4 separate regions of the Mus musculus genome follow, and regions 1, 2 and 3 are each linked to region 4. A link is a contact called in public promoter capture Hi-C data. All regions are on one chromosome and are shown on one strand. Each heading gives the region's core, a stretch centred on a gene start, on an enhancer-like site or on the middle of the called end of the contact. The rest is flanking DNA. Distances are from core to core; before and after follow the strand shown.

Region 1 (4,817 bases), core at 1,899-4,398, 1.1 Mb before region 4:
ATGCTTTCCCAAAGTAAGATATTTTCTTTGAGTGTGTGTGTGTGTGTGTGTGCAAGTGTGTGTTCCTAGTATGAGGTTTGTGTAATAATAGTGTTGAATAAATATTTGGTAATGGGTTGATTTCTTGTTGGGTAGAATGAAACCATCATCTTGCATGCTTTTCAATAATAATAGAAAACCATAACAGAGCAAATTTGTATTGGAGGTTAATATCCTGAGTCATATACTGATGCCTCATAACTGCCTTTTATCAACTATGCAGTATGTGGAACACCTCCCTCCACCAGTCTGCCACTGTGACCCAGTGTGAGCCAGACTCACTCGGCCACTTCCGGGTAATGCATTTCCTTGGAAGCTGTGTTTCAGTATTGACGGTGTTGCAAGTTAGTGACATGGGTTTGGATTTCAGTGCTGAGTAATTATCAGTAGAGCAGATAATTTATGTCTGTGTCTCCATTTCCCCTTCCCTAATATGAAGCTAGAGGGATACCTGACCTCAGGTATTGTATAAATCACCCTGTTAATGTACAAGCGGCACTGAGAGTAGCTCTCAGGCCCTGAGAGAAAGTAATTTGTGTCAAATATACCTGTTGCCATATGCCTATAATTCTAGCACTGGTGGGTGACTAAGACATTTTTTTAAAAAATGGAAATAGCTTACTAATGTTACTAATTATTGTTGAGTTATTTTACATCTTGATGCAAAATTAGCATTTAAAGTATTACTTTTTAGAACTTTCAAAAAAAAAGACCAATTATTATTTGGAAGTTTTAAAAGAAAAAATATTATTGTTATGAAGAAAGCATTGTCAAAGTTAAGTGAGTATGGAAGATATCAAATCATACATTAAGAAACCGTAGCGAGCTTGCTAAGGCTGGTGTTATAGAGGGAATAGGAATTTAACAAAAATAATAAAACAATTCAACCACACCGATTTCCAAATGAGTTGGGAAATCATGCTTGGTTGCACAAAAATCGCTAATGTTTAACGACAGGGTCAGAAATGACTGTTTTCCTATGGATTTTGTACTGTCTCCTCCACATCAATGACAGAAAACACAAATAATTAAACAAGATCAGATTGAGCATGCTCCTCCATTATTGAGATACTATGTGGGCATGGGGAATCTCATTTCCAAAGACAGAGGGGCCTTGAGTTATTTAAGAGTGCCAGAGAGCACAGTGATATTCAGTGTTTTGAACCATAGTTTATGGTAGCTCAGATATAAGTATTTTTTTTAGTATTTTTTATTGGTTATTTTATTTATTTACATTTTAAATGTTATCCCCCTTCCAAGTTTCCCCTCTGCAAACCCCCTATCCACTCCTCCTCCCTTCTGCTTCTATGAGGGTGCCCCCGCCCCACCAACCCACTCCCACCTCACCACCGTAGCATTAGACAGGGTCTCATACTATATCTCAGACTGGTCTGGACTTACAACGTAACCCAGGCTGGCCTTGAGCTTCTGCCAATCCCCCAAGTCAACCTCCAGAGTGCTGGGATACTGGCATGAGCCTGGAGCATGTCATAGTTTTAGCGTGAGACAGGGCTGTGTTCCATTCAGTGACACCCCCCCCACACACACACCCCGGGTCCTCTCCATGCAGTTTTATGAAGCAGGGGCTCAACAGCTTCTATGATAAAAAGTGGGAAAGTGTTCTATGAGGAACAACACATGAGAAGGTCCTGTCTTAGCTGATCCTAAGATCTGAGAATCTACAGCGCTCAGCCACCCCATAAATCCACACTGAGTGTGATTATGAGTGAAATAAAAACGAATTTTCTTTCAATTTCTTTACAATCTGTACAACCGCCTACAACAGTTAGAACATAAGCACAGATTTGTTTGGGCTTGACTACTTAGCAGGAACTTTGGCCTGGGGGAACTGTGAAGGAATTGCTGACATGCAAATCATCACTTTAAACCTGGGAAGTTTGGGAACCTCTAATCCAAGTCTTACCTTTTGAGTGTGTTTTAAATTGACTTGGAGACCTTACTGTTTTTTGTTTTTTTCAGAAGATTATCCTCTAACTGAGGGTAATTAGCACTGGATCAGTTAACCAGTATGACTCACTTACACGTTCACTAGGAAGGCATCTTTATTCACGCAGGCAGGTACCCCCACATTCTTCTTTAGTGTGTGCCAATATCTCAGAATACTGACAGGCACAGACTGCCCTATCAGAGCATATCCCTAAATGGGTTGTGTCAGTTCAAGCGTTAGCACTTGTAGTATATTCAGATGGATAATTGGGACCTGGGCTGGAATAAGAGTATGTTCTGAGATTTGTAACCTCTTAACAGCAGACATTTACTTCCTCAAGCCTAATCCTAAACCATCTACCACATAACACATGCTGCCTCTTACAAGGTTATAACAAGTTCCCTAAGAGAGTAAAGACTCTAAGAAAACAACTGGGCATTGAGACCCATGTTTTCTATGCTTACATAAAATATATGGAATTAAACTGTAGAAGTGACTCTCAAAGCCTTCATCTGGATACTTGTGGATTGAAGATTAGCAGATAAGATTTATAAATAGTACAAAAATCGAGAAATTTGATTCCCAAGTACAGAATAGAGCAGGAAACACAGAAACAGAAAATTGGTGAAGTGCAAACCTAAGTTAGTCAACTTTTCAGAAAGGCTTGCTTTTTGTTTCAGTTAATGTAACATACTGATACGTGGTAGATATACCTTACAAACCATTAACTCATACCATGCTAGAGGCTGCTGAGGGAAGCACTTAATAACTCATCCAGCAGAGGACTTACCAGTAAATGCAGAAGTTTAGCAATCTGACTTTATGTTCCTGTGACAAGGTCTCAAGTTCTGTTCCTTACGTTGGAGCAAGGGATGGTCGAAAAATTCCCCCAGGGTCACTCGTGGAGGGAGCTGTGTTCTGTTGAGACGACTCCTCTCTGATGTACAATAAGAAAAAACAGGAAAAACTCAGCTCCACCTTCTTCACCCAGAGGAATCGGAGATTTTTATGGGGTTACTGACTCTAAGTAGCTGTAATTGCTCATTCCAGTGGCCCTGACACAATTAGGATCCCAGAGCTAGTAACAATCAAAATTGTTTTGAGCCAGTGTTTGGGAGTTCCCTGCACACAGGATGAGCCTGGTCTAAGAGATAAGAAGCGTTAGGAAAAAAAATTGGAACCGAAGGTTAGCTGTTGTTTGTGTGTTCAATTGATTACTTGCAACAGTGGTATGCTGAGAGACAGACTGCCTGGTGATATGTACTTAAAACTCATCCTTCTGTTTGCAAACTATAAATGAAATTGGGTACTTATAATGGTATCCTTCATTTCATTCTTCCCTGGGCTAAGGATGAAATTAACATCTGCTACATAAATTCACAATCATATTAACAGCTGCTACATCAAACTTGCATTTTAAGACTTTTGGTCCATTTCTCACTTAGAGAAAATTGTTATTTTAAAATGCACACATTACTTACATTTATTAAACACATTTTAAAGCTCCTTTAACTGTAGATGATTGTCCAGGTGCTTGGGAAATGCAAGACAGATGTGTGAGAAGTACATAGCCTTCGAAGTCATGAGTCCTGGCTTCTAATGTGTTCACTAGCTTTTTTTTTTTTTTTTTTTTTTTTTTTTTTTTTTTTATCAAAGTAATCTTTGAAAAATGTTTGATTTTGCTCAGCTCCAGATTCCTCAATTAAAAATATGTAATTCAATGGCTTCCTCAAATAGTTATTGTGGAGTTAGATGAGGTAATCTATGTGAGATGGTCATGCGCATAGGAAACTCTGGTGCATAAGGGTGTTGATAGTGTTATGCATTGCTCAATTATTATTTTATCATTGATCCTCAGTATTGAAGAGATTCCTACAGGCATGAAAAAGAAAACTCCAAGAGACATTGCTCAATTATTTTTTTATCATTGATCCTCGGTATTGAAGAGATTCCTACAGGCATGAAAAAGAAAACTCCAAGAGACACTGGTGGACTGAGGCAGTAAAAGGCTCTTGACAGGCTAAATATTTTCTTAACCATTTCAGCACAGCCTGTAACTTCACTTCTGGAGGATGCTATAGAACATCAAACATTCCGATTGTTTGTTCGGCTCAGCTCTGATCTTGCTGACTCATTAAGCACTTGGCAAGTCGACAACATTGCTGGCTGTGAGTTCTTAGTTCAAGTTACCCTCCTGAAGCTCTGAGGATGGTAGTCATTGAAGGATTTCAAAACTTAAATTTGACCATAAGGTAAGCCTTCAGGACGACTGTTAGCTCAGATGTCCCTTTGAATGTGACCTTCAGTCAGAAGCATCTTAAGAGTTAGGACTAGGTTACTGTCCAAAGTTTAGCATTCAAATTACGTTGGTGTGTACATGGAGAACACTAAAGGAGTCACTTGGCCCCGGTGGTGACAAACTGCACATAAGGGAGATTAGGCTACTGAGTGATCATAAACATGATCATTTTACTATATTCATTTCCATAATTGGCCAGAGACTTTTATTAATTATTAAATGAATGAGGCATCTGACCTTCACTGGTAGTTTCCATTCTGGCTGCTTTTAGGGATCAATATTAGTCACCTATAGTTAAGGATACAGGATGAAGAAAGGCCTCTAGCCTGTTAGTCAAGTGAGCCACATTGGTAGCCAATAAATTTTCTTTAGTGCCTAGGACTGGACTCAGTTGGTTCTTCAACCCATGGGGAACCAGGATACTGGTACAGGTGAGCAAGAAGTTGGCAAAGAGTGACAAACAGACATTGACACAGAGAGAGTGCTGTATCTGAACGTAATGTCTCAAAGTGAGCATCAGACTTATATTAC
Region 2 (4,573 bases), core at 1,028-3,527, 1.2 Mb after region 4:
TCACACACACACACACACACACACACACACACACACACACACACACACACACCTGAAGCCCCTCCTCCTCTAAAGCATAAAGCACACTGCCCAATGCCTGGGAAAATCTTTACCCCAAAGAGCTCAGCAGAGGTAAGGTAATTTAAGAAAAAGATTTCACTCACAGCAGAGAACTACTTTAGCCACAAGTACACTGTTTACACACACACACACACACACACACACACACACACACACACACAAATTCACATAATTAATAGGAGTGACGTTAAGCACAAGGAACTTTAAATACTGAAAGAAATTTTTCTGAGGTTTAAAAAAAAAGGTTAAGAGGCCCTCTTTTCAAGTGGCAAAGGTACATTCTGCTATCATTTACTATCAGTTTGGACTGGGCAACGCCTCTGAAGATCCTATTGCCTTTAGGAAAATACTTGAACCATATCTTTGTCTATTGGCTGTACTTCTTTAGATCATCGTACAGGGTCAAACAATGGAACGTAGCTAGCGGCGTGGTGACTCAGTAACCCAACACACACAGAGTGCTCCCCACATGACAGCTGCGAGTCACAAGTGCATCTGCGCTCATCTTTGGAAGGGACCGAATCCGATTGAGAATGTGGGGTAGACCTTTGAAATTAAAAATATTTTATACAAAGAAAAGAAACGTGTGAAATTAAATTTTCAAATATTCAAAGCCATAAATGTATAGTACACACATGGGAGTCTGTGTGGAAAGTAAAAGACTGTCACTTTTACACAAGGTTGGTAGCTTTGCTACTGTGATCGCAGTGTATAAAATGTGTGTGTTTACTGTATAACTTTGTCTTACAGTAGTTTATTGTCATGCAACAGCTCTCACGTTCATAATCCTCCCAGCTGTACAAGGGACAGCTCTCTTTCGTTGCTGTGTTTTATTCATAATTACAAAGCTAAGACACCAGAAATTGAAGGCTTTTTATCAACGACAAAAGTCAGCCTGAGGTTCAGCTAATTTCAACTTTTCTCTCTAAGCAAAATTTCTCTCAAGGTGTAAGAAAAAGAGTCTGGGCTCAACTAACACTACTGAAAATGTCCTTCGGGTACTTTGTGTCCATAGGTACCCAAAGATGTGTGAGCATGCAGTGGGAGTCTCTTTCAAAACATTTGCATCTCCTCTGCTAAGCTCAAGCTTTAAAGTTCCCTCAAAGGCGCCTAACAGGCTAAGCTTCACAGGATCTGAGAAATGCCAGCAGGGAGCGGTATGGACAATCCCCACTCTTTGCAGGGAGAATGAAAGAAGAAAACTTCTCTTTCCTAAAACTGGGCATTAGAGCTTCATTCCCTATTATACGCCAGCTTTCCTAACTATGTGAAACACACAATCGAAACTCATTCTCCCTCAACATGCACAAGGAAGCAGGCAGAGAGAGATAGGCCATGTGGCCCTTTCAATCCCAGTCTTCAACTAGTCAAAATCGTCTGACAGACAGGTGTGCTGTGCTTAAGAACAAACTATCCAGTTTCCAAATAAAGTCAACTTTCACATTATCTGAACAGGACTGAACACAGGTCTGCTCCAGGGGACACAGTCATTCAAAAATTAATACCAGTTTCTGACAGTTGAGTCCACTTCCCCAATGCATGGGGCATGCTCCCCTGCAAAATAATTCCCCATATAATACATGTAGGTAAGACAGGTGGCCTCCATCTTCCACTGCTCTGATTATCTCAAAGAAATTAAGTTGGCTGAGTGACGGCCAGCCGAGACTGTCTTTAAGATGTTCAGAGCCTGCTGCCTCTGAACGAAGAGTGGTAGCCTCTTTACTACCAAAGGTGTCTTACCTTCCTCGCCAAGCAAAGGCTAGCACAAGTGGGCTGCAGTCAAACTCACCTGCCGTTCTTGGTCACGATCATTTCATTAGTGACTTCCTTGAATCTCTGCCAGAGGGGAGCATCCTCCAGGATGATCTGAAGTTGCTTCTCTGTAGGGTCTCCCTTCTCCCTCCCTGCCTGGAGCTCACTTTCCACCACGTTAAGCAGGCGAGACACAGTGCCTTCGCCAGCCTTCTGTGTGGCCAGTTCACTCATGGCTGTAGACCCTTTCAAACTTTGCTGAGAGCCGTTCCCACTTTCTCTGCCTCCGGCTCCTTCCTTCCCTCACTTGCTGGCTTTTCGACCCCAGCTGGTCAGTGTCTGGGAGTAGAATAAGATGCCTTGGCTCTTGCTAAAGCTTCCAGTGTGACACCCCTGAAAGTCTCCAAATTATACCACCAACCTGTTAAGCTTCAGTTGGGGAGCAGGGAGGAGAGGGTGGGGGGAGGTGGAGAAGAAAAAGCGCTCTCTTAATTACTCACTGGATCAGGTGGGAGTCAGCCTGGCTTTCCCATTGGCCGCCCTGCCTACAGTAGACGTTTAAGAAGAGTACTCCATCCAAATTATCAGGCTTTTATCTTGTTGTACCTGAAGAGGTCTAATCGGTGTATTGAGGACCGTTTTCCCGTTAATTAAAATTATTCCAGGCCCGGACTGCAACAATCAGTCAAATCATGTCTGCGTATAAATTGTGGCATGTGGCACCTATAGAAAAGGAGGTGCTGGCAGGGGAGCCACAAACTTGCTGTCTGGGCAAGCTGTCCTGGCAGAGTAGTCAGCTGAACTCCCTCCACCCTGATCTAGCAACTTGAACAGACACAGAAGCCCTGCAGACAAGAGCAGTCTATGCTGAGGGTGAAGGGCTCTGTGCCAAGATACAAGACCTGAGAATAAAGGAAGTCTCTCTGCATGCTACACTCAAGAAACTGAAGTCAGGAGGAAAAGAACTACAGACCTCTTTCCCCTAGGGAGCTCCTCTGTCATCTCCCCACTGACTGTACCCACCCACATTCACACCCTTTTTACCTCTAAGGTCCTTTTCATTTTCAGCTTTGAACTTTGATCTTCCTCCCTCGAATCCAGACCCCTAGTCTCTCTTATCTCCAGTCCTAGTGAAAGGAAGGGGGAAAGTAATTTGTCCTGAACTATTCTAAGAAAAACTCTGCGCCTCCTGGGTGGGAATCAACGTTTTACATCATTGGACTGAGTGATGCTAATCGTTGGTCCAAAAAGGCTCCCAGTTCTCTTTTGGGACAGCCGTGGCCAACGCTGTCCTTCCGGATTGAGTCCCGCTATTCCCTGAGGATGTAATTAGTAGAAACGGTTACTTCTCCTAAAGACACAGCACAGGGTGGCTGGATGGGGAGGTAGAAACCATGAAGGAGACCATCAAAACAGCTGGAACACCCCAACCCTAGGAGAGCCTAGGGTGCTGGTTTATCTTGTTATAAAAGAAAACAAGAATGTCAGAGCAATGGGGAAATAAAAGCAGAAAACTTAGGGGGAGTCTGAATGTGGAGGATGCCAAACATGAACTGAGTACCTACTAAGCACTCCACAGAAGTGATAGAAGAGAAGCGATATCTTCGTAGAACGACCCATCTGACAGGGGAAAGAAGTGACATGAAGTAGTTTGGTTATCAGCCACGGTAAGAAAATAAAGATCATGCAAAAGGACGAAGTGGTGGAGGAAGCCATGCAAGGTGAGGCGGGGCTGGGGTGGGGAGGGTCCTGATTAGATGCTGTGCTGTAGAAAGGCGATTTGAGAAGGCATCTCAACAGTGACGGAAAGGACACAGAGAAAGTTGAGTATCCAGAAGAGGGGACCCAGTAGTCATGGCTAGGACCAGGCAGGGACCTGCTAGAGGGCAGAGTAGTAGGACTCACTGCTCAAGGGGGAAATGTGGGCAGCACTGAACTGGGTATGAGGGAACCAATGTCTAGCATGATGAATTAGTCCACTTACTGAGGCAAAGAAGCTGAGGGGGATGGGGACTCAAGCAGAGCCACACTTTATTTGGAAATTGATGTTGCAATTCTATACATATTTATAATTTTAAAACGTGGTAGGATATATACTGACCCGAAAGATAACCACACCCTGACCCACAGAGCATATATCACCTCACACAATAAAAAGGTACACTGAAGGTGTGGTTTAAGAAGGGATCTGAAAGCCTGCTCCCAGGGTCATGCCTCCTCGAAAGAGGCCATACCTCCTAACCTTCCCAAGTGGGTCACGTAATCAAAGCCTGAAAGTTAGCATGTATCTCTGAGAGAGAACATGTGGCAGTTGGTTTTCTGGCTCTGGGTTACCTCCCTTGGAATGATTATTTCCGGTTCTATACGTTTACCTGCAAGTTTCATAATCTCATTTTTGTAGTTTTCTTTAAAAAAAAAAAATTCTTGTTTAGTTCCATGCCTCGTTTCTAAAATCGGGTTGGGTCCTGTTCAAACCACCCCCACCCCTTTTTGTGCCTAAAAGTTGAAGCATGCCCCCTGATTTCTCCCCCGTCTGATCCAGAATATCCAGCCTATCCTGATCCACTTGAATCTAGTTTTGTTCCGGTGACAGATGAGGGTCTGCTTCCCGTTCTATATACTATCCAGCACCTTCTGTTGACGATGCTGTCTTTCCTCCAGTGAATATTGTTGGAAATCAGGTGCTTATAGGGATGTGGACTTATGTGTAGGTACTCAGTTCTACTCCATTGATCAATGT
Region 3 (4,888 bases), core at 1,515-4,014, 1.6 Mb after region 4:
GTTCTTCACATTTAACACTAGTCTATACAGGTGAACATATACAGCACAGATGAGACTGTTAAGGGGAAGGAGAAAAGGGACGAGTTTTGATACAAGATCAAAATACAGACTGGACCACACTGGTTATTTGTAGAGTTTAATTTACTTTCTAAATAGCAGGCCTCTGCCCTGGAAAGCTAAAGTCTAGGACAAGATCCTAATCAAGTTTCAAGGCTGAGCGCTTCCATACTTAGAATGTAACTGTCAGCAGCTTGCAACACTAACAAGTTGTTGGACCACCTTGCTGGAGAGACGTAAGCCCAGATAATGACTGGTCAATGGTGGGTGAGCCACAACCCTGACCTGAACTGCTTAGACTTGCATGTGTCTCTGGCCCTCTATTTAAACTTTAAACTTTCAGGACCCTGGGGATGGCTGGAATTGAGTCACTGGATCTCCGTGTGTCTTCCCAACGTGGCCACACTGAATAAATCTCCACTGAAAATGTTCTTTCTTTTTTTTTCTTTTTTTGTTTTCTTTTTTTTGTTTTGTTTTGTTTTAACTATTGATTTGACTGTTTTGACTTCTCAAGAACCTGCAGTCTTAGGGTAAAGAATGTGACCCCACGTGACCCCACGTTCCGTGAGTTTCAAGTACTTAACATCTAAGAGGTGCGGATAGATACTTGCTAAGTAACTGAACAGAACTTGAGAGGCTATTCTGGATGAGATCAGTGGTGTGTTCCTGCAGGTCCCAGGCTCCTGGAGGCTGAAGCAGGACTGCTTGAGCCCAGGAGTTGAAGGCCAGTCTAGGCAACACGGTGAAAAGAAACCCCAAAAACAGAAAAGTCAGGTGTGGTATACACCTTTAATCCAGCCCTTGGGAGGCAGAGTCAGGACGATGCCCAGTTCAAGAACAGCCTGTGATAAAACAGTGAGATGCTGTCTCAGAATGTTTTGTAAAAGATGAGCCCTTATGTGTAGTTCCTTCAAATCAGCCCAGACTGGCCTCCAACTCATGTCAATCCCCCTGTCCCAACCACTCAAGTGCTGGGATTTCAGGTGTAAGCCATCATACCTGGCTTCTAAAAAAAAAAGAAGAAGAAGAATGGTTTCTTTTATAGCAGAGCAGGTGACATTTCATTCATAACACAGTCCCTGCTTCTGCAGCTTTTAACACCCTGAATTTAAGATCACTCTGACCGCCCTGTCCCCAACGGCAATGTCTGACATCACACAATTCAGCCCACAATCAGTCTGATAAAGTGGAGTTTGGGTCTGTTCTGTGTTCCTTTGCTTAAACACAAATACAGCCGGCACCAATAGAAAAAAAAATGGCAAAAACAAACAAACAAACAAACAAACAAAAACCCACGCCTTTTCTGTTTCCTTAGGAGAAACAGGAAAACAAAAACAAAAACAAAACAGATCCCATCTGATACATAAAAAAAAAAAAAAAAAAAAAGAATCTTGTCCATTTTCACCTCCAAGCTATTAACTAGGAGCTTAAATGAAAGCTGGAAATCCAACAGAATCTCACCTATACTCCTGGTTCGAGAGACTACTACATTAAGAACTTTTGCACGAAAGAAAGTACTGAGTAATGGATTTTGAACAAATTACATTTTACACAACAAAAGAATGAGTGGGAGGAACCCCCTCCGTGTTTTCTTAGGAGTTCGACCTCTCGGTAACCACTACTTAGCTGAATTCTGAGACAGAAACAAGTACTTTACTTTGAACAACACACAAAAAAAGTCCTGGGGCAGACACTACTTCAGACGCCCCATAAAACAACTCGTCCAAGACGTCATATAAACCGAGCCGGAGCCTTTATCAAAAACTTAAGCCTGGTTTATTTGGTAAGGGCCTGAGAGGGGGGCTTTTAAAATCAAAGTAAAAGCATGCTTTGTAAATGTTCGTCTTGTCAAACTATCTTGCCCATGTTTACCATTAATACGAATTCGACCGAATTCTTTCAAGCCTTTGCATTCTAGGCTAGAAGTAACGTAAATTTCGCCTCTGTGATTTACAGACCCCAGAGATGAAATAAATGAGAGTCTGAGTTTTCAATCATAGAGCCTTAAGAATTGATCTGAGCGCATTCGAAATAGATCTTACCAGGTAAAGGAAAAACACTGGTTTAAACAAGGAAATAAACCAACAAAGGCCCACAGGTGAAAAATCCTGCAATCTTCCGCCATCTCCCAAAGGTGGAGAACATCAATTCCAGAGTCGGACTCCCGGGAGGTCCTGGGCAACTCAGAATCGCCAGGAGGCGACCGCAGGGGACTGGGCGTGAGTGGGCTCCTGGGACTGTCCCCAGGGAGCTGCAAGGTAGGGAGCTCCCTCACCCCTCCCCGCCCCACCCCCCTCGCCCTCTACGCAAAGGGATCCAAAGAAAGAGGTTCCTCGGCTCCCGGCCGCGCTCCCCGGGCGGCGTGCCCAGGCCCCAGAGCTCGCAGGCCGCGCCCCCTCCCCTCCGAGGCGCCCCGAGCGCGCGCACGGCCGCGGAGCCCCCGCCCGACCCCGGCTCGGCATCACTCACACAGCCCGAGCATCGCGGCTAGCACCGACCACAGCCAGCGCCGGCGGGCCGGGGCCGCAATCAGTGCCACGGCTCCGACGGCCTCTGCCATCCTGCTCCCGCCGCTCCGTTCCGCCCGGCTTCCCGCTGCGGTCGGCTGGCTTGCCTTAGACCACACAGCTCTGTCCGGATCGCGGCTGCGAGCGCGAGGACACCTCCACGCCACCGCTCCCCGCTCCCGGCCCCAGTGGCCAACCGCCAGCCTTCTGCCCAGCTCCAGCCCCTGTGCCCGCCCCACTGCTCGCTCATTGGTCCTCCTGGCAACCTGGGAAAGAAGCCATTGGACAACTCGACTCCCTGTCAGCCCCCTCGGGCAAGGCCCCGCCCTCCGGGCCCCGCCCTTGGTGTGATCTGTGCAGCATGCCCGCGTACTGTGCCTCTGCAGCCGCATTACTTTGAGCCTGCCTGCGTGGCTGGTCGTGGGGCTGCCCTCCGGCCCACCGCCGCCAGAGGCTGCCCTCCTCTCTGAGGGGCCAGTCCCACAGTTCTCTTAATGTCCCTCCCCGCGGTCTCTTCCAAGTCCGGATATCATTTCCGACTAGGATCTGCTTGGTTACTCCTGGCCTCACTCACCTAAAGAAAAGCAATTAATTTAGGGACCGGGTGGGGGAGGGGAGGAGTGAAGTGAAGAGAGAGGTGAGGAAAGACTTCCATTCAGTGGTCGAGATAGAAAAAGACCCACCATCTCTTTGACCTTTGCCGAGTATCTGTCTTTGCCTGAACTGGATCATTTGCGTTGCAACATGAGAAGTCTCCATCTTGCCCTAACCTCTGAGCAGGCCCTTTTTTGGCTTTTCAGAGGACAGGAAAGGAATAGGAATTGGAACTCTTTCCCGCCACCTAGATAACCAGTGACTGCACTTACTGTTTGTTTAGCATATCAACGTCCCTCGGCCTATAGATGAAAAGTTAGGACGGAGGCGGTGCCTTACTTCAATTCTGAAAAGTGCCGGCTGCTACTAGTTACCCAGCAAACCCTAAAGAGAGGGAGGATTCTGAGAATGGTCTTCAAAGGGGGAAAAAGGAGGGACCAGACACAAAACAGATTAGAGTGAACGAAGAACGGGAAAATCCAAGTGAGAGTTTGGAGGAGGAAAACAAGTTTTAGGAACAAGACTATAATAGGCGGAGCGTAGTCCAGTAGACCAAAACGCGGCCTCTCCTTTCAGGATTTTGTCAAAAGCCAGTCTTAACAGTGTCCTTCCGATGTTTCCAGTGGCCTAGCCCCTTAACCTTGCAGTAGAGCAAGTTCCTAATTACTAGGCAATTGGAGAAAACCAAGAATGCATATCGCAGCTATTTTGCCTTCCGGTTAGCAGGTCCTGCCCATCGGTGGCACTTTACTTTCAAGGAGCACACATTGGAGTTTTAATAACCAAGAGTTTAGCAGGAAAGTAGAAAGGGCAAGCTGTGGAGGAGTCTGAGAAAGAAGGACTGTCTCAAGTTTGAGGCCAGCCAGCCTAGGCTGCATCAGGAGTTCTAAGGCAGCCTGTGCCACACAGTGTAGACTACCCTGTGAGACTCTTAAAACTTTTTTTTTTTTTTTGTGGCCATCCTTAGGTTATCCTGTGGGCAACAGAAGGGGAGTGGCCACGAAGTCAGATCTGTACTGAGGAGAGCACCTCATGTCTTTAATCCCACCCTCAGGAGACAGAAACAGGGGGCCTTTGAGAGTTTGTTCTACATAGTGATTCTAGGTCTGACAGGATTACTTAGTGAGACCCTGTCTCAGGGGTGGGGGTGGGGAGGAGGCACGGAGGAGCATGCTCAGGCTCATAACATAGGTATCACAGAAGGAAGGCAGCATTGAGAAGTGGTTCAGAAAAAGATCGATGTAGGAAATAGAATCAAGAAAAAGAGTTCTAATTCCTAGACTGTCAACCTTGCCTTTAGGATCAGTTTCTACGGCCTTTTCAGCCAGCTCCTTCCTCCAGGTGAGCGCCTCAGTCCACAGCAGATGACATCTCAGTCATCTACCAGGACCGGTTGTCTAACATCTCCATGATCCGGGGGATTTTGGTCAGGCTGTGCCTCCAGGTCTCAGAGATCTAGACGGTCAGTAGGATAGAGGCTAGCACTGGTGACTTACTGATGAACGGGCTTCTGAAGGACAGAGGTCAAAGGTGCAAAAAGCACAATAATGACAGGTGAGGGTCAGAGGTTAAAGGTGCATTGGCAAGGGAGCGTCATCCACACGGGAGACCAAAGGCCAAAAGCAAGTACATCAAAGATGGGGCTAACACACTCAGAGGCAGACTTGAGGCAAACCTGAAGACCAGAAGCAAGAAAAAGTAAGGCCCCGTATGACCGGGCCACAGAACAA
Region 4 (5,200 bases), core at 362-2,861:
AGGTTTGGAGTTGTTTGTTTGTTTGTTTGCTTGTTTTTACTCTAAACTTTGTTAAGAATGTATTATAGAAGAACTATGTAGAAAATAAAAAAAATATTCCTAGTACAGGTTGTAAAGATTAGAATCACAGTGGGGGACAGGTAGATTCATGGAGTAATTTAGAATCAGAAATCATAATTAGCTGGTTGCAAAAAGAGTGTTCAAGGTTTACTTACAGAAGAAAACCTGGAAATGAGATTTGCGTTTTCAGTAGGTAGCAAGGTAAGGTAGAAATGGTACTCTAAATGTAGTGTGGTACCTGTAATACTGAGGGGAGGGTAAATAACAGATATCTTCATTCCCTCTAAGCCTAGCAGTCTGAGACACACATTACATAAATAAACATCTTTTGAGTAGGAAAACAGTTGTTTCCAGGAGGAAATTCCATAAAAACAACCCTTCTCGTTGACACACAAAAATTCCAGCACTGCAAACTCAGGATTACTGCAAACCCAAGACCAGTCTGTTTTGTATAGCTAGTATCAGGCCAGTCAGGACTACCATCTAAAAAGCAAAATAATTCCATATCCACACACGGAGTACTTTAAAAACGGTCATCAGCACCACGTTGGATTTTGCTAATGTCTAAGGAATGACTTCAGTGTGAGAGAACTTAAGTTATACTATGAAACATCATTCGTGCAAGGTTTGAACTTTCACTAAATGTAATGGTATTTTCAGTTTTTGGAGGGGTGTGTGTGTGTCTGTTTCTGTGTGTGTAATTTTAAATAGAAGGTATGATCAAAATCATAAAATTAAAATCACCTTTTACATGAAGGGAGTCGACTTCCAATTACAAACACAAAAGCATTACATAATTATTCTTTGCACCTAACTCCACACAATTACAACTCGATTAAAGCCAATACCTGAAGCACCGCCTTGTAACTTAAAAGGGAAACGGGTTCGAAAGGGGAAAAGCATTTTTGTTTACAGACCATCCTTTGAAGATGTGGTACCACGGAAGAACTACAACTACATCCTTCAGCTCTCACGCTTCATCCAGATACTGAGCACCAGCGCGGGCATCTCCCACACTTAGGCAAGTGCGACCGACCGGGCAAACTTAGGAACAGAGAACTAAACTTAAGGCATGAGAGCACTCATCATTTTCAAACGCTCCAGTCGCAATCGTCCGACAATGCTAGGCGCGCCTAGCCCCTCAACCCACGGTTGTCCTCGTTCCCTTAACCATCACCTCGCAAAACAAAACAGAGTTCGAATCCCAGGCTGCCCGCGTCAGGGCGGAGCAGGCTCGCGACACACCCCCCGCTCAGCGCCCTCCAAGGATATGAGGAGCCGGGGCAGCACCGAAGGCAGCTCCCGACGGCACATCTCCTCCGACCAGCTGCTGAGTTCCTCCAGCACGACCCCGCTCGCCACCTCCGCATCGTCCTGCGACATTCTTTCGCCACCCCCGAGAGACGAACGAATCCGCACGACTCCCGCCACAGCTTGGAACGCCGTCCCAGCAGGCTTTGAGAGAGCTCCGCCCCCACCAAACCATAGAGAGGAGCACTCTCGCCCCCAAGCGTCGGGGCCCTCTCTAGCTATTGGAGGACTCATCTCGTTGGTGTTCGCCGTAGGCTGAAGGCGAGTTTCTCCGGTAGTTTGTTCGCCCTGGCGTCTGACTTTCCAATGCTGAGACCAGAAGTCCTCAGGTTTGCTATCCTCAGTCCGGGGGGACTTTGAGACGACGCGTAGTTTCAAGGGTGACCTGGGCTGAGGCCAGGAATGACTCTACTCCCCTGTGAGGTGCGTTCGAGAATAGGAATGATTTTACTGGCGTGCGTGCTTCCGTTCCTACGGCTCCTGCCAAGTGAACGGAGATCCCACCGTCCAGAAATGTGCAAATTAAAACGGGTGTTATGGTCTGGCATATTGCCGGAAATGTTTCTATACAATCGATTATACTTTCCACAGTCCTAGTCTTTATTCATCCCTCCAGTCACATAAGGTGTAGAACTACGTACACATAAATGTACCGTTTGGATGAGTTTGCACACACCAGATCACACACACCTGTGTGTGTTTGAAAATGGATACCCTACTTACCCAAATAAAACCTTAAACTGTTTTTGCGAGGCAGAGATGAAGGAACAAACCTGGATGCCACTGTGAACAAAGAGAAAATAATTACTGTAGATGCGTCAGAAATTTAGGAAGATGAAGGTGAAGATGCCTGAGCACAAGGCAACTAAAAGACCAGGCAGGAAGCTGGGCATGGTGGCGCACGCCTTTAATCCCAGCACTCGGGAGACAGAGGCAGGTGGATTTCTGAGTTCGAGGCCAGCCTGGTCTACAAAGTGAGTTCCAGAACAGCCAGGGCTATAGAGAAACCCTGTCTCGAAAAACCAAAAAAAAAAAAAAAAAAAAAAAGACCAGGCAGCAGGTAGCTAGGCTGTCCTGTCTACAAATCTTGGGGTTTATTGTTCTGGTGAAGGTGGTAGCTGCTATAGCTATTCTTTTGTTTGTCTTTATGTTTTATCTTCTACTTTTGAATACTTAAGGCATCTGTGCATTTTGCTAAATCGCATACACACAGCCTTTTTTTGTTTTTGTTTTTAAACATTTTCTTTTCCCCCTTCCCTTTCCAGGGCTGAACTGAAAAAGGATCAAAGGCGTCTAAAACGTCTTTGGAGCCCCCTCTGAATACATCTGATGGTGTATACGCAGCTAACAGACATTGGGCGCAACAGAACTAATCGACTGTGTGATCGGTTATGCCATTAAATTCTTTCTAGAAGCTGAAGCATCATCCTTTGGTAAAAAAACGGTGTGCATAGAAAAAGAGGATGGCCTTTCAATTCAATTTCAGCATAGAAGAAGATCTGGAAAATAAATTAACATCCCTCGATGATGGAACTTGTGTCTTAGAAAGTCAGAAAGGAAAGCAGGACAAAAGGCAATCTACAGAACGTCCGGGCTTGCCTCGGGATCACTCTTGGAAATGCTCCTCACTGGGAAATGCAGCTTCCTCTGAAGACACTGGCAGCCCACCCCCTATTGCTGACAGGTCAGATGACCCAGAAGCTTGTAAACACCAGCCCTCCTGGAAACCTGCTAAAGAACATGTGATGCCTAAAGATGTGAATCACGTCTTAGAAAATACGGTTTTGGAAATGTTGCCAGGTCCCCAGCATGCTAACACAGCAGTAGTGAAAACCGTCTCTTTGAAAGAGAAATTCCCTGGAGAAAACATCGTTTCAAAGAGCTTTTCTTCTCATTCTGATCTGATCCCAGGTGTTTATGAAGGAGGCTTGAAAATCTGGGAATGCACCTTTGACCTCTTGACTTACTTCACAAAAGCCAAAGTGAAATTTGCTGGGCAGAAAGTGTTAGACCTTGGCTGTGGGTCTGGGCTGCTTGGGATAACTGCATCCAAAGGAGGGGCTAGGGAAGTTCATTTTCAAGATTACAACGGTTTGGTGATCGATGAGGTGACCTTACCTAATGTAGTTGCTAATGTCCCTTTGCAAGATGACAGCAATGGCAAAAATGAGCCAGATGGGAAAAGACAAAGGAAGTCAGAAGTAGGCCGAGAAATCTGTAAATGTCGCTTGTTCTCTGGGGAGTGGGCTGAGTTTTGCAAGCTTGTATTACGTGAAAAACTGTTTGTGAAATATGACCTCATTCTCACTTCAGAAACCATTTATAATCCGGATTATTACAGCACTTTGCATGAAACATTCCTCAGGCTATTAAGTAGGAGTGGCCGGGTGCTTCTGGCCAGCAAAGCACATTATTTTGGTGTTGGTGGTGGCGTTCATCTCTTCCAGAAGTTTGTAGAAGAAAAGGGTGTATTTGAGACTCGAACACTTGAAGTAATTGATGAAGGTCTAAAGAGATTTCTAATGGAGATGACTTTTAAGCACCCCAGTTAATATGCACCGAATGGCGTAATGAAATAAAAAGAATACCCCAGAATTTGTGACTGTTCAATTTCTTTTTTATTGTTATTCTGAAATTACGGTTTGGTGTTTTTTTTTTTTAATTTACTTATTGAAATAATAAGCAAAGTATAGAAGTAGTAGCCTCATGTTTTCTATGTAAAACTACAAGTTTCCTTGAGAATTTAATGAGCTCTTGAATCACTTTGTGTAAAAGTTCTTTCTCCATCCTCATTCTATTTGATCTTTCTACAATCTCTAACACTCCATAAACATGTTCCGAGGGAATACTCCCATTTCTTGACAAGTTTATGAATCTCTCTGCAGCCTTTGTTAGTTCCTTGTCTCCCTGAAGTGCCTGGCTAGATCGATACAGACTTTGATACGGACTTGGATCCCTGAATAATACTGACCTCAAGCGTCTGGTCCAAGGCCTGTGTTAACTCAGAAGATGTTTATTGATTTGCGTATGTCAAAGTGTTAGCATACTAGGCAGTTGGATTTGCATTAAGAAAAACAAACATGAATCTGTTACAGAGTGTGAAAGTGGCTGGGGATGCAGCTCTGTGGTAGAGCATTTGCTAGCGTGCAGGAGAACCTAGGTCCCAACCCAAAAGTTCAACAACAACTACAAGTGTATAGGTGGTAATGGGAGGAACAATACTTGAAGTTAATCTCTCACCACTGTAAGCCAAGTATGAGACCCTGGGACCTTGATTAGAGGAAAAGTAGGGAAGGATGACTTCAGATTCTGGGCTATAAGATCCTCAAGAAAGAAAGCGGGGATGGAAATGTACTGCTTTGGTTGACTCTGGTACAAATATCTTCATATCTCTTCCAAAATTGAGATCTACTGTGTTGGGAAAAATCTTTTTGTGTGAAGGTGTTTCTGATTGTTTTAATAAAGAACTGAATGGCCCAGAGCTAGGCAGGAGAGGATAGGCTTGACTTCTGGCAGAGAAAGGAACTCTGGGAAAGAATCAGGTGTGAGGCATTCTCCAGCCATCCATGAAGGAACAAACAGATGTTCACACTGATGAAAGGTAATGGGCCACATGGCAGAGCCTTGTGGCAGAGTGTAGATTAGTATAAACAGGTTAATTTAAGTTACACGATCTAGTTGGGAACAAACCAACTAAGACCACACTTTCATCAATAAGTCTCTATATCATTACTTGGGAGCAGGTGCCTCACTCAGAGCCAGTCTGGTGATGTGATACTGGTGTGTTATCTAAACTTTTTCTTTCTTGGAGGACCCTAAATCACACTAT

What was found. Promoter capture Hi-C pulls out the DNA fragments that hold promoters and counts their contacts.
Region 1: a contact with region 4 is called in a promoter capture Hi-C map of liver, with 5 times the contacts expected there. The contact joins the promoter of Fmo1 here to the promoter of Mettl18 in region 4. A contact is called at or near these places in 4 of 39 promoter capture datasets (cranial neural crest, hippocampal neurons and liver).
Region 2: a promoter capture Hi-C map of liver shows a contact between it and region 4, with 4 times the contacts expected there. The contact joins the promoter of Tbx19 here to the promoter of Mettl18 in region 4. A contact is called at or near these places in 8 of 39 promoter capture datasets (the 3T3-L1 cell line, the C10 cell line, hematopoietic stem and progenitor cells and 3 more) and 1 of 9 other capture datasets (pancreatic islet).
Region 3: a contact with region 4 is called in a promoter capture Hi-C map of pre-B cells, with 10 times the contacts expected there. The contact joins the promoter of Mpzl1 here to the promoter of Mettl18 in region 4. A contact is called at or near these places in 2 of 39 promoter capture datasets (cranial neural crest and pre-B cells) and 1 of 484 Hi-C or Micro-C datasets (B cells).

The regions. Positions count from the first base shown.
Region 1 is chr1:162,863,462-162,868,278 of GRCm38.p6, forward strand. Fmo1 (flavin containing monooxygenase 1) reads right to left here and starts at 3,149. Exons shown (of 9, transcript NM_010231.3): 1 at 2,778-3,149.
Region 2 is chr1:165,158,496-165,163,068 of GRCm38.p6, forward strand. Tbx19 (T-box 19) reads right to left here and starts at 2,278. Exons shown (of 8, transcript NM_032005.4): 1 at 1,871-2,278. The coding sequence starts at 2,067.
Region 3 is chr1:165,631,777-165,636,664 of GRCm38.p6, forward strand. It overlaps Mpzl1 (myelin protein zero-like 1), which reads right to left and starts at 2,765. Exons shown (of 6, transcript NM_001083897.1): 1 at 2,527-2,765. The coding sequence starts at 2,617.
Region 4 is chr1:163,993,278-163,998,477 of GRCm38.p6, forward strand. It overlaps Mettl18 (methyltransferase like 18), which reads left to right and starts at 1,612. Exons shown (of 2, transcript NM_027279.3): 1 at 1,612-1,794; 2 at 2,637-3,966. The coding sequence starts at 2,835. The coding sequence ends at 3,923. BC055324 (cDNA sequence BC055324) reads right to left here and starts at 1,519. Exons shown (of 24, transcript NM_201364.2): 1 at 1,333-1,519. The coding sequence starts at 1,443.